3 separate regions of the Arabidopsis thaliana genome follow, and all the other regions are linked to region 1. A link is a contact called in public capture Hi-C and targeted proximity ligation data. All regions are on one chromosome and are shown on one strand. The core of a region is the stretch at or near the end of the contact, and the rest is flanking DNA. Distances in the headings are between cores, read along the strand shown.

Region 1 (4,670 bases), core at 1,087-3,586:
GTCTTGATCAAGTATGTTTTTTCTGCCTCTCTGTGATTGAAACTGTGTTCTTTGAAAACTGGACTCAGATTGATTTTAGATGTGAATGACTCTAATCGAATTAGTACTGGTTCTTGTTGATGTATCTGACTTTCATTTTTAACTTTTTATTTCTTACAGGTTCATCCAGTTATCATCTGTAGCTGGATATGTGAAGTGTCTTCTTGCGAACTTATGTCTTAACTTTGAAATACTTTGAATAACGATGATAATTTGGAGTAATGATGGTAATTTGATCAAATTGTGTTTGGCTTTTTGGTGTGTCCATTTGCAGAGATATATTGCTTTTTAATAACGAGAAAAATGTTATTTAATACCCTAATTTTCAAATTATAACCGTTTTATACGTCAACTTTATATATGGTCATTTTAAACATGATGTTATCGTTGACCACCATTTAAACCATGAATATTTCGTTGACCAGGCCAAAAAAAATAGTCGTTAACGGATTATTCAACTCCCGTTAACACCTCCGTTAACCATTCTAAACGATGTCGTTTTCGTTACTATAAATCATGTTTTACCCTTTTATAAGCTTTTAAAATCCCTTGTAAATCATTCCAATGCCACTTACTTATGCTTAAAAAAACATTGTAAACCATGCTAGCCCTTTTTAAAAATCCTTGTAAATCATTTTATGCCACTTACTTATGCTTTAAAAACGATGATAAATCATGTTTTACCTTTTTATAAGCTTTTAAAATCCCTTGTAAATCATTCAATGCCACTTACTTATGCTTTAAAAACGATTGTAAATCATGTTTTACCCTTTTATAAGCTTTTAAAATCCCTTGTAAATCATTCAATGCCACTTACTTATGCTTTAAAAACGATTGTAAATCATGTTTTACCCTTTTATAAGCTTTTAAAATCCCTTGTAAATCATTCAATGCCACTTACTTATGCTTAAAAAACGATTGTAAACCATGCTAACCTTTTTTAAATCCCTTGTAAATCATTTTATGCCACTTACTTATGCTTTAAAACGATTGTAAATCATGTTTTACCCTTTTATAAGTTTTCAAAATCCCTTGTAAATCATTCAATGCCACTTACTTATGCTTAAAAAACGATTGTAAATCTTGTAAAACTATTGTAAAAAGTTTTAAAATGATTTACAAAGGTTTAAAAAGGGGTTTTAAAGTATTTACCTATGTTTTTAAAGACTTTATAAAGATTTTAAGAGGTTTTAAAATGATTTACAAGGGTTTTTAGCAATTACCAAAGATTTTAAAAAACTTTACAAGGTTTTTTAAAAGAGTTTTTAAAAAATTTACAAGGATTTTTAAAAGCATTTTTTTTGCTGGGAAACAAAATTTACGAGAAAAAATTTTGGCGGGAAATTTATTTTTGGCGGGATTTTTTTTTTTTTGGCGGGAAAAAAAGGTTTGGAGGTGTTCTTCAATGAATAGGGGTGCTTGATGAGGCTTGTATTAAATGGTAGAAGTCCATGGAGAAATCGAAGTGTTCAAAATCGGAGGTGTTCTTCAATGGAAGCTTTACTATGGAAATGTTTTGTTTCGTTAAAGATGAAGAAGAAGAACTTTAAGCGTATATAAGTATCTGTGTTTGTATAGAATGACAGAGAAATCTTTGCAGGTAGAGTGGTCAAATGACCTTTGATTTTTCTCAAATGATAGGGGTTCGAATCCCAGGTCTGTCATTTCTTTTTAAAGAAAAACGAAAACGACGTCGTTTAGAATGGTTAATGGAGGTGTTAACGGGAGTTGAATAATCCGTTAACGACTAATTTTTTTGGCCTGGTCAATAAAATATTCATGGTTTAAATGGTGATCAACGATAACTTCATGTTTAAAATGACCATATATAAAGTTAACGTATAAAACTGTCATAATTTGAAAGTTGAGGTATTAAATAACATTTTTCCCTTTTAATAACTGTAACCAATATGTAACAGAAATCCATCCAACCCAATTTGATCAATAGCGTAAAAACTCATTATTGTTATAAAATTTTAGGTAGTTTACATCAAAATAATATCATTCATTTTTTATACTATAAAAATAGTATTTAGATTAATATTTAACAAGAATAAGAATAATTTTTATATATAGATCATATCAATCCACATAATAAAAAGAGAAAAACTCAAATATGAAAAAAATTCAAGTAACAAAAATATATTAGAATTACATTTGGTTGATTGGAAAAAAAAAAATTACGTGTAAAACTATAGTATTATCTGAGAAACGAATACAAAAATTTGCAACAGTAGCAGCAAAACAAATTCAAAACTTGCGGCAACGACAACAGCAACAACAACAACGAAACAAACAATAACATGCGAGGCAGTCTCACGGCTAGTGGCAGCAAACCCAACAGTTTATCTAAACGAGAACCAAAATTTACTCTCGTTTTTTTTTTAATGTTATCCTTTGATGAACAAAATGTATTTTCCAAATTTTACTTTTTTTATTTTTTAAGTATTATCCCTTAAAATAATATATCTTGCGGAAAAGGAATCGGATTAAATAAATTTTAACGGTAGAAAATAGGATAGGAGGAGAGAGAGAAGGTCTTTTATTGGTTTGAATGAGATTAGTGAAGGCAGCTTCTCTTCTGATTTCTTCAACCAAACCTCCGTCTAGGGTTTTTTACTCTTCCCATCTCCGCCGCCCTTTTTTCTCTCACTTCCGTTTTTCTTCCTCTTCGTCGACGTCTTCCTCCGTCGCAGTCATGCCGGGTTCCGAACCATCGGAGACTCAGTGGCCAGCAAAGAGAGTCCGGGATACTTATGTCGATTTCTTCAGAGGCAAAGGCCACAAGTTCTGGCCATCAAGCCCCGTTGTTCCTCATAATGATCCTACTCTTCTCTTCGCTAACGCTGGTACGATAACTTCGATTCCTCATATCTGTTTTTGCCGATAAGATTGGGAATTTGTCCAAGTTGATCTATGGAATTCAGATTCTATAGAGTTGACTTATTCTGTCTTCTTTTGTCTTTGAAGCTTTGGGACTTATTCAAATTTCTCAATTTCAGTTTTGGTCGAAATTTTCTGATATTGATACTGAGCTATGTAAATTAAGTTCTCTTGATATGTCTGGCGAAAAATAGAATTATTAATGACATTGAAACTTCTCTGTTTTTCAAGGAATGAACCAGTATAAGCCAATATTTTTGGGTACGGCCGATCCAAATACTGAGCTTAGCAAGCTATCTCGGGCATGTAACACCCAAAAGTGTATTCGTGCTGGTGGAAAGCATAATGATTTGGATGATGTCGGCAAAGATACGTACCATCACACCTTCTTTGAAATGCTTGGTAACTGGTCCTTTGGAGATTATTTCAAGAAGGAAGCTATCGAATGGGCTTGGGAGCTCTTAACCAAGGTAATTAAATACCTGGGAAATTTGTCTCTGTTTACTTGATTTAAGAAAAATATACATGGTATTATTCAGTAAACTATTGTCTCCCTCCCTTGGGACGGTATGTCTCAATTTTGTTAAGTGATTCTTCTCTTTTCATTTGGTTGTACATTTCAGTTTTGTAAAGTGATTCTTCTCTTTTCATTTGGTTGTACATTTCAGTTAGATACCTTGTGACAGTATTTCATAATTTTGTAAAGTTACTATTCTCTTTTCGTTGAGGTTGTTTATTTCATTGAGGTTGATACCTCCCTGTTTTCATGCCTCAGGTCTATGGGCTACCGACTGATCGAATCTACGCTACATATTTTGGCGGTGATGAGAAAGCTGGCCTTCAACCTGATAATGAGGCTAGGGATATATGGTTGAAGGTTCTTCCATCTGGACGTGTGCTGCCATTTGGTTGCAAAGTATGTATTGATTATTTAAGATAATAACTTTTAATCTGTTACCTAATTTTTTTGAATCCACTACTCATTGATTTCCTCTCTCCTGAGGTTACTTCACAAGTACTTCAGCTAAGTTGCCTTTGTATTGTCACCATTGTTTCTTGTATATATTGACACATCTGTTTGTCAATGCTAACGACAACCAACTGTAAGCTTGAATGCATTTTGGCTAGGAATACGCTATCATGTTTGGTAGTTGGCAGGCTTTAAAAACCATTGTTTATGATTTACAGTCAAAATCTTGTACAAAATGTAAAACTTAAGGGTTTTTAAATGCTGTTTTTCTTTCATTTAACTTTTGATTAAACTGCAGGACAATTTCTGGGAAATGGGCGACACAGGTCCGTGTGGACCTTGTACTGAAATACATTATGATCGCATTGGTAACCGTGATGCTGCATCCTTAGTTAACAATGACGATCCAACATGTTTAGAAATATGGAATCTTGTCTTTATTCAGGTACAAACCCTCTCTGTCCCAATTGTTATTTAGTTCCATTTTACTAATCTTTATCTCAATATCACAATTGTTTTAATGATTTTGTAGATTGTGTTACTGAAAACTCTATATTGTGCAGTTAGCTAGATTGTTATTGCTCCTTTAGCTGTGCTATCATATTCCCAATTGTTTCCTCTGACTGGGATGTTACTTATGTCTTCAAAATAGTTCAACCGAGAAAGTGATGGCTCGCTAAAACCTCTGCCTGCTAAGCATGTTGATACCGGGATGGGCTTCGAGAGGTTGACTTCTGTTCTTCAAAACAAAATGAGCAACTATGATACAGATGTGTTC
Region 2 (4,670 bases), core at 762-3,261, 64 kb before region 1:
CCTTGGAGACCTTCCAGTGGCTGTCCCTCAGCAGGAAGCCTATGAACTGTGATCTTCTGCAGTCCGTTTTCACGCTCGAAGACTGCAAGATGATCTCGGAAAAGCTGAATTTCCTGAATCTTTACACTGTCCATGCAAATATAATTGTTTAGCTAGGCATACAAGGTGACCTTGATGTTAAATGCATTATAAAACTAATCTAGCAACTGGAAAACAACCCAGCATGCATGTCGTCTAAGCCGAAGGATATACATGATATTAAAATTAGTTATACTTCATTTGGATTTTGGATAGGCCACAATGGCAACCAGATTCTAACAAAAAAAGTTTACCTTTCTCTATGTGGAAGCAGAACAGTTGTCTTTGATGTGTCATCAACTGGACAGGCGATCAGTTCTGAGTTGTAAAATTCAGTGCTCCTTCTCTGGATGAAAAAGTGGTTCCCACGATGACTGACAGATGAATCAATTCCATCTACACGAGGTGTCAACACCCTGAGTCCATCCTGAGTCTTGGACACATCAAGCGAGAAGACAAATCTTGTAGTTTTGCTTTCAGATGCAACAAATAAATACTTATGGCTCTCAGAAGCGTGGAGTTCAAGAGAAAACATATCATCCTTCTCATGGTAAAGGCATACATCACTGCTCTGCTCTGTCCCTAATTTATGTAACCAAACCTGTTACAAAGAATATATGAAGATCAGAACATGAAAGCCAAAAATATTGACGTATCTCATAATAAGTACAGTCAAATTTGGTAAGAAAATATGGCATCTATGAGGTGTATAATGTCAACAATTGATCGAAACGGTAAAATCTATATTCATGCAAAAGTTAATCCCTTCCTCCAGTACTATACACTAAGACAGTAGGGTGGGAAAAGATTGAAGGTAAACCTTATCAGGTCGCAGGATTTCGTCCATTGTTATGTAGAGCAAAGCATCATTACCAGCCCATTCAAGATAAGAAGTAAGTCCTTTAAGCTGTTGCCCCACTGGTTTTAGGGCTTCAGAGTCGATGACATTCACTGTATATATCTCATCACCTTTTGTGTCCTCTGCATATGCCACCAATTTATGATCGGGACTCGCCTATAAAAAGAATCAAGAAAATGAAACATCAAGTTAGTAAAGAGCAAGTTTGAAAAGGATATCTCTTAGGACGATTTTTAAAGTCTATTTTCTAGTCAAACCTTGAAGGCCCCAATTCTGTAGTAGTCATGCTCTTGAGCCTTGGTATTCTCATCCAATATCACATGCTCAGGAGGAGCATCTGGACCAGTTGGCATAGTATCATAGACAGAAGGCTCAGCTTTGTTGTCAGTGATCAAACGTCTACAGTGCTGAATATATTCCTTTCCTTGAAGATTTTTCTCATAATAATAGTAAGGACCCTTGCGTAGAGGTGCAGATATATCATCTTCTTTGATCCTCCCTCTTATTTCAGCAAACAGCTGATTCTCAAATTGCTTGGTCCCTGAATTTTTATTTTCCAGTCTAATTTATCACAAGCTTGCATAATCAACAAGTCACTAATACTCCAAATTGAAAACAAGGAAAGCTAAAAACCCTAATCCCCTAAGTATCACAACGTCACTGACAGAGGCAACTTGAAAAGACTCACCAGACATGACGAAATCAGTGTAGTGATTTTCTTCACGAAGATAAGAAAGCATGTCGGGATTGGTGCGAGAATCGTCACGGAGCCAGTAGTAATTGTCAACCCTAACGTCACCGAACATCTCCATCACATGCTCCACCTTCTTCGCTACAGGAGGGGATCTCGATTCCGCCATGTCTCTCGGTGATGTCAACCGCACTGACGCAGCTCCGGTTTCAGAGGAAGAGGAAAAAGAAGAAGACAGCCGTAGAATAGAGCGGCGGCGAGGAACAAGAGGAACGAGGCAAGAGAGAGGAGTATCGAAGTGGAGAAGACGACTACGAGTCGCGAGAAAGTGAGTGCCGAGAGATACGAGTCCACGCCTTATTATCATATTACGTGTCCGTTTTAGTTGCCTAGAGACTCGCGACCAGTTTGTTAATAGAGGACAGGTCATATCCGGTTTGGATAAACCGGCCTATCTATGATTCCGGTTACAAAATTATTAACTCTTTCGTGAATTTTTGCTAGGATTATTGAACAAAACCAAATAATTAGATTAGAAACAAATTACTGTTGAATGTTGATTAATGGTCTTCTATGTTCTTGTAGTGGACTATTTTTGAGCTTGATGAATTTTATAAGCCTGAGATTAACCCAGAACCTAATCAAACCGTGCTAAACTGCAAATAAGCTGAGATGATAAAAATTGGTCTTGCTTACAGAACAAAGATGAAACAAAACAAGAAAGAAAGCACGTATAATAATAACATCCAGAAGAGGTTCAGGTTAAAGTGCATCAAAACCACTAAAATTACCAAAGTGACATTCACTTTCACAAGAAAATGTTTCCAAAATGGAAAAAGGAAAAAAAAAACAATGGAAGTGTAAACAACATCAGAAGATATACCTTGAAAGAACATAAGCCAATGGCAATCATGATAATGGCTAACTTGATAAGAGCAATACGAGACTAATAATGATGTAGGATCATCATCATGAATCACAGGAAATAAGGAACACCTGTCCTTGGCCCTCTCATTTGATTGTTCTCTTCTGTCTCCGTGAAGAACTTCACTTCCCTTTCCTGGTAATTAAGCATATTTTAACAAATCATTACTGTCAGTGAGGACCAGATCCTAAACACTTCCCAGAAACAGGTCTATATATGAAAAGTAACACACAGAGCACAATCAATATGGACAGACTGATTCCACGCGAACTGTGAATTGTTACTAAATAAATGGCTTAAACATCATAACTCTATCTCACAAGAGTCACTCATGTGTATATGTTTGGGTCGAGAGACAAGTATCAAAGGCAGTAACTTATTTAATCAAAAAGGAAAAGTAGAATCCGAAGACGAGTGCATAAAAGTAAGAAGAACATGAAACAAGATATTGTGGCAGATCAGTAACAAAAGAGAAAACAAATGCCTCACCATGTTGTCATTGAAACTCAATATAGAAGCCACATTCCCACAACGGTAGCAGTAATTAGGCGCAGACCACACCTTTACAAAAAAAATAAAGAGAAGAAACATCACCAAGCAGATTATACTTCCAACTATCCAAAATGATCATAAGGAAGCAAGGCACTTACAGTTACAAGACCTTTATCTTGGAACATGTACTTGAGACCTTCTTGTACAAGCTGGTGAGCGCGACATACTAGATCAAGATTGTTAATATGGTTAAACTGCACAAGAAGCAAAACCACAGATCAGGGAACTGAAATACATTTATTTCTTTTCACACCTTATTCAAATTTCAACCCCAGAAAAAAATATAAATACCTCAGTGGTAACCCTGGACCCGAAAAGCCAACCAGCTCCACGTGGACTGACAGCCCATGTTTCAATATCTTCAGGATCACTCCACATAAGATCACAGAAGGGTCCTTCATGCGGTATTTCGCAATTCCGCTCAATCAATCTTATCTAGAGAACAAAATAACATCTAAATGAGTAAATGAGATTTAATCTAATCATAAATAACACTTGCATGGTGAAAACCAAAAGTAATTTAAAATAGCACATTTTAACCTGGTCAATTGTCCGTACATCAGGTGAAAGGCCACCATGAACACATAGAACCTACATTGAGGATGCAATACGTTTTAATATGGTATACAGCTAACTTATGCATTCATAAAATTATACAAGAACACATCATAACACAATGCCAAAGAAGCTGAGAAATACTTACAGTGCCATCTATAATAGCTGAAAGTGTAAGATAGTCAAAAACATCCGTGCAATATCTCCAAGCATTAGCATTACCATACTTCCTTTGGCATTCGTCATAGAAACCATACACCTAGCAAATATAAAATTGGTACGACAATTTAAGAAAACTATAAAAATGAACCTGCAGGGCACAAAATATCACTACAATCTTCGTCCTTGACAGTGGATGTTAAAAGATATAGGATATGGTGTAGGATAGAGATAAATCAAGAGCTTCCGAGAAGAAAACTTATGGTTGCAAAGGGTTCACATAAAATGCATCTTAGTTAACATCTATGCCTATATCTAGCATGGCATTGCCACATGTACAAAATAAACTTTCAAAACTAGTTATAACAATTGAGCGAAAATTACTTCTCAACCAGTAACTGCGTGAAGAGCACAGCAAGTCAGCAACAATAGATATAAATGGATTAGAATAATGCATACCTGAGTTAGCTGTCTACTTTCATGATTTCCACGCAAAAGAGTGATATTGGCTGGATGTCTACATATTGAAATACAAGGAAACGAGTGATTTTAAGCTCACAGCAAAGTAAGTTAGAATATAAATTTCCTGGAATACAAGTTAAATCGATTTTCCAGTAGAGCAATGCGTTTACAGCTTAAAGAGCATTCTCAAGAGAACTATGATATACAGTGTGAAACGGAAGGATGACGATCCATGACATATATAACGCACAATTTCTACGGAAAATCTTACCTTGCTTTAAGAAGCAAAAGAATGGTGAAAACTTCAAGACTGTTGTAACCTCTATCAACGAAATCCCCCTGAGAAAATCCCCCACAGATAATTAAACTATGTGTTACATATTGATATG
Region 3 (4,670 bases), core at 961-3,460, 37 kb after region 1:
TAATGGTATTCGAGTCTCCTGTTGGTAAATAACAAGATTACAGGAGTCAAATTTATGCCAACAGCAAACTATAAAATACAAGTGGAAAAGGGAAAAATATATTATATTTCAGAAAAATTAAGAGGCTTATCACAAAATACATTTACTTAGTATTTTCTATCAAGCATCAGGCCATAGGAGGTATGTAATTAGACCTTCAGTTATGACATATTACCATGATTAAATCGTAGACCAACTCCAGAATCAAGGCATCCAATTTCAGGGGAACAAGATTATTTTGATGACAGAAAGTATCAAATTATACTTGATTAGAAAGATGTTATAATCAACTGACTGAACTACTAAACTCACTGCAGTGACAAATTGGCCAAAGAAAACTAACTACATGTAACACTGAAAAGTTTTCCAAGAAGATCTAGACTAAGCTACGCTTTAAACCTCATGCTTCAACTTCATAGTTTGCATATAAACCCTGGTGCATCTCCATTGCATCGCCACAGAGAAACAATAAGCTAGATGATCTAAGAATGTTGAATGACTCATACAAAGTTGTGTGATTCTATTATCAATTAGGCATCAAGCAGACTAAAAACCAAGGATACAGCCTGACTTAGCACTATAGTAAGAACCATGAGACGTGTTTCAACACAACAGAGCTACATTGTTTGTGTTTATCCCAGTTTATATATTTTCCACACCGGTGAATAGAAAACAAATTGCGTTCAAGCAACCAAAGTAACCGAAACACAATGTTTTACACATATAACACCTACAGAAAACACGGAAAGTCAAGTAAACTAACCACTTCAATGAAATCTTGTGTTGAGTCTTTGTAAAATTGACTGTTTTCTAATGCCATCCATCTTCCGCATAATGTGCTCTTAATGTAGTAAAGGTAACGTAAAGTAGCACCTTTATAAGAAGGTGGTATAATCTGTGGGAGTATAGCTCGAACCATTACTGTAGATGAAAATTACAAACAAAGAAGCCTGTCAGCTTAAAGGTTGACATTGTAAAGCCTAGCCGTTAGTATATGTGCCGTCGGCATCAAGCAAGTGTACGTTATTATTGTTCTTTGTTCATACAGTATTAGAGAAGGAGTTAGGCAAGATTACATGTCATCTTAGCACCAGGGGATAGGATTTGATTTGAAATCAAAGATGGTGTTGAACTGTCTAGGAAGATGTGTTCACCTGAAAATCTCCAAGAGATATATATATGGTTAACGCACATCAATAGAAAATTACAAGTAGATGGTAAAGTGAGCATGACGTGTTGGAAGAAACATGAAAGGCTGACAGAAGATATATAACAGTTGCAGTAAAAAGCTTGTTAAAATACCTCTTCGTCCTTTGCTTCCTGGTGAAGGTTTTTGAGTAGAAAACCACTGAATGTCCAATTTCTCTAGACCTTTAACCTCAAAACTAAGCTTTTCAACCAAAATGGAGGGATTAGAGGCGTTGTCATGAGAATTAGCAACCTCAATAGTTACAAAAATGGAATCTCCAGGCCTATACACATCTTTATCCGTTTGAACACTTAGAGATGGTTTGATCTTGCTTCCAGAAACACCCACGGAGTCATTGACTTCACTGGAACTGCCGATCCCCAAAAAGGAAAACCTTGATGATAGCATCGCTTCAATGGCTGTGTTTCTTAACCAATACAACAATGCCTTCCATGAATCGCTTCAATGGTGCTAATTACAAGGACGACGAGACTTGGATGGAGTTGAATCATTCAAGGGTTCCAGAGAGAGGACAAACATAAAAAATTGGCAGACAGTAGCTAACGAATGGCAATCAATTACTTCAGATCCAGAGAGAAGACGACGCGAATCGCGCAGATCATAGAACCAATTTGTGAGATTTCGTTCCGAACAAAAGGCAAATGTTTCGTTCACAGAGAGTGAGCTTCTACCTTGGTTCCTTGAGAATGACGAGCAGAAATGTGAAGACGGTGCCGCCGGGAGAAGTCTTCGTGATAAGAGAGCCGAGATCACAAATGAAGAGAATTGAGCAAGGATTCTGGAAGAGAGTTTAGAGGGAGATGAAGAAATTAGGGAGATAAGCAATTTTCTGAGATCCTTGTTTGATGACTTCTATTCTCCTCTGCAGGAGAAGCTTACAATTACTTTAGAAAGCTTAGCTTAACTTAATCTCTACGTCTTATTTCAGCCCAACATGAGCCCAACATTTCTTATATTCTGCAATCATATTTTTGATCCATTTGATTAGTTCGTTTCGAAGTTCTTTAGGATCATACAAATCCTTTCTACATGTATCTAATTCAATAAATCATTGGCTCATCATATTTTTGTACATATGATGATTCGTTAAAAAACACCTAATTTACAAAGAAGTAATTATATTTTCATATTCAATTTTAGCATCTTTTCGACATCTTAAAAATGTGTACTCGGCTAATTAGAAATACTATACAGTAGTAGTTCCTTAAACATTCAATTTAGTGTGTTTTGGATTATGTATCATGGATTTTAAAGTAGGCTAGACTTTTTGTCTTTCTATCTTAAGTATTTACTTGCATTCACTGATTGTCTTTTACATGAACATAAAACTATCTAGGTGTCTTGATTCTTAGCAAAATGTTGTTCCTATTGTCTTTTGCAAAACATTGAAACTGTAATTGAACAATATAGTTTGAAGTTGTCTAATTTTGCGAGTTAGTTTATCTATAATCACACGAAACCAAATCATATAAAATCCATAAAATTTGGTCATTTACATCACGGATTGCTTTGGTAAGAGCTAGTTCATTATTTATGGCCACCTCTTCTGAATCAGTAACAAATGCAAAACTAGGCAACAATACTCCTTAGGATTCTATCAAGATTACTCAAAACGATTTTTTGCTCATGAGTAGTCCATGGAAGACAAATCATATCAGTTACGAAGCTTGTTTAGAATCTAAAACAAACAAAAAAAAAAATGATAAAGGGAAAGCAAAACATATTTATCGTGGTAGCAAACATGTTGTTGACTTGAGCTTTGTTGGCATAAATGTGACTGTAGTAAAAAAGCGAATCAACTGGAACTAAATCTCTGAACTTTGTCGTCGGATTAATTGGTGAACCATTGAATTTAACAAAGTGAGTGATTGCCCAACAATTCATTGCAACTTGAATCTTACTCCATTTTCACCCGATAAATTTTGTAACTTCTTTTTTATATTTTAATTTTTAGTAATAGATATATTTTATTATTAAAAATGAAATAAAAACTAAAAATTTATCATTTTGGAAAAAAATAGTCCGGTTGTAAAGGTTCTGATTATCCTGATTATAAAGAAAAAAAAAATAGTACAATGTATCGGTATCAATAATATGTAAATGTTTTCGGTACTATGAAACTGCATTGCACTATATGGTTTACTCTCCATTCGGAGTCTCGGTGCAATGTATTGGTACTAATGAATTAAAGACACCTTTTCTCAACAAAGAACGGCCACTTTAGCTTAATAAAAAAAGTCTTTAGCCATCCCATCAACCTTCGTATAAAAAGAAAAATAGTTGAAGATTCTACAATTTATTAGTATATTCCCATCAACAAATTCTTTAAAAGAAAAAAGTGGAGAAGGAATCAAAAGGGTTTGTTTGTTGTCAGTCACACTATAAAAAGACGCTCCTGAAACCACGTGACCACTACACGCCTCTCTTCTTCTGCTTCACTTCACTACTGCTTTCTCTATTTCTCCATAGATGGCTCCTTCTTCATCACCTCTTCGTACTACAAGGTATAAAAAGGTCTCATCTTTTTATGATAAATGAGAAGAAAAAAAAAAGGACAGATTTATAGTTATTAGAATCCCCTGATCTGGGGTTATCTCGTGTTTGTTCATTTAAATTCATTTTACTCATTTTCTGTTTTCTTTTGGTGGGCATGCATTGAAATCAAATCAGTGAAACAGATGAAAAATATGCGAATGTCAAATGGGAAGAGCTTGGATTCGCTCTGACTCCAATAGATTATATGTATGTAGCCAAATGCAGACAAGGAGAGAGCTTTACACAAGGGAAGATTGTTCCTTATGGCGACATTTCAATTAGCCCTTGTTCTCCGATTCTCAATTACGGCCAGGTAGGTTTTGAGGACCATTATGGCTCTTACTTCATCAAATTAGTGCTAATTTGCTTTCTCTGGTTGTATAAGCCTTACCAAATCTCACTGATTGTAGGAACTTCGGTATTTATCAGAAACATTATTAAGAAATTTGAAGCCTTTAATCAATGATTGTTTGAATTGACTGTAAAAGTCAGCAACTTTAGCGTCTATACCTTTTGATATTGGTTTGGCTTTGTAGGGACTATTTGAAGGTCTCAAAGCTTACAGAACAGAAGACGACCGGATTAGGATTTTCCGGCCTGACCAAAACGCTCTTCGCATGCAAACTGGTGCGGAGAGGCTTTGTATGACACCTCCTACTCTAGAACAATTTGTCGAGGCAGTTAAGCAAACTGTGCTTGCCAACAAGAAATGGGTATGGACTATTGGACCATTGTACCTCTAGTTCCTTCTGATGTGGTTCTCTATCGTAGGTTACTCTCATCTTTAGTAGTTGCTGCTAAAGAGTAGTGTAATGGTTTTTCGGTTTTAGGTTCCTCCTCCGGGTAAAGGAACTCTGTATATAAGGCCTCTGCTACTAGGGAGTGG

What was found. Capture Hi-C pulls out chosen DNA fragments and counts their contacts.
Region 2: a contact with region 1 is called in a capture Hi-C map of seedling, with 2.0 times the contacts expected there. A contact is called at or near these places in 2 of 26 Hi-C or Micro-C datasets (root and vegetative nucleus) and 1 of 3 other capture datasets (seedling).
Region 3: a contact with region 1 is called in a targeted proximity ligation map of shoot, with 10 read pairs. A contact is called at or near these places in 2 of 26 Hi-C or Micro-C datasets (root and vegetative nucleus) and 1 of 2 datasets of targeted methods (shoot).

The regions. Positions count from the first base shown.
Region 1 is chr1:18,596,235-18,600,904 of TAIR10.1, reverse strand. It overlaps ALATS (Alanyl-tRNA synthetase), which reads left to right and starts at 2,336. Exons shown (of 23, transcript NM_103905.4): 1 at 2,336-2,888; 2 at 3,154-3,392; 3 at 3,698-3,838; 4 at 4,191-4,337; 5 at 4,545-4,670. The coding sequence starts at 2,594. It also overlaps the pseudogene AT1G50210.
Region 2 is chr1:18,659,607-18,664,276 of TAIR10.1, reverse strand. AT1G50380 (Prolyl oligopeptidase family protein) reads right to left here and starts at 2,011. Exons shown (of 11, transcript NM_001333432.1): 1 at 1,626-2,011; 2 at 1,195-1,478; 3 at 899-1,093; 4 at 333-679; 5 at 1-126. The coding sequence starts at 1,995. It overlaps FYPP1 (Calcineurin-like metallo-phosphoesterase superfamily protein), which reads right to left. Exons shown (of 10, transcript NM_103920.4): 3 at 4,553-4,620; 4 at 4,279-4,336; 5 at 3,809-3,919; 6 at 3,646-3,696; 7 at 3,397-3,540; 8 at 3,204-3,299; 9 at 3,043-3,114; 10 at 2,225-2,688. The coding sequence ends at 2,605.
Region 3 is chr1:18,559,268-18,563,937 of TAIR10.1, reverse strand. It overlaps AT1G50120 (immunoglobulin), which reads right to left and starts at 2,210. Exons shown (of 12, transcript NM_103898.5): 1 at 1,342-2,210; 2 at 1,116-1,193; 3 at 803-960; 4 at 1-18. The coding sequence starts at 1,636. It overlaps AT1G50110 (D-aminoacid aminotransferase-like PLP-dependent enzymes superfamily protein), which reads left to right and starts at 3,547. Exons shown (of 9, transcript NM_103897.4): 1 at 3,547-3,753; 2 at 3,920-4,097; 3 at 4,321-4,497; 4 at 4,615-4,670. The coding sequence starts at 3,719.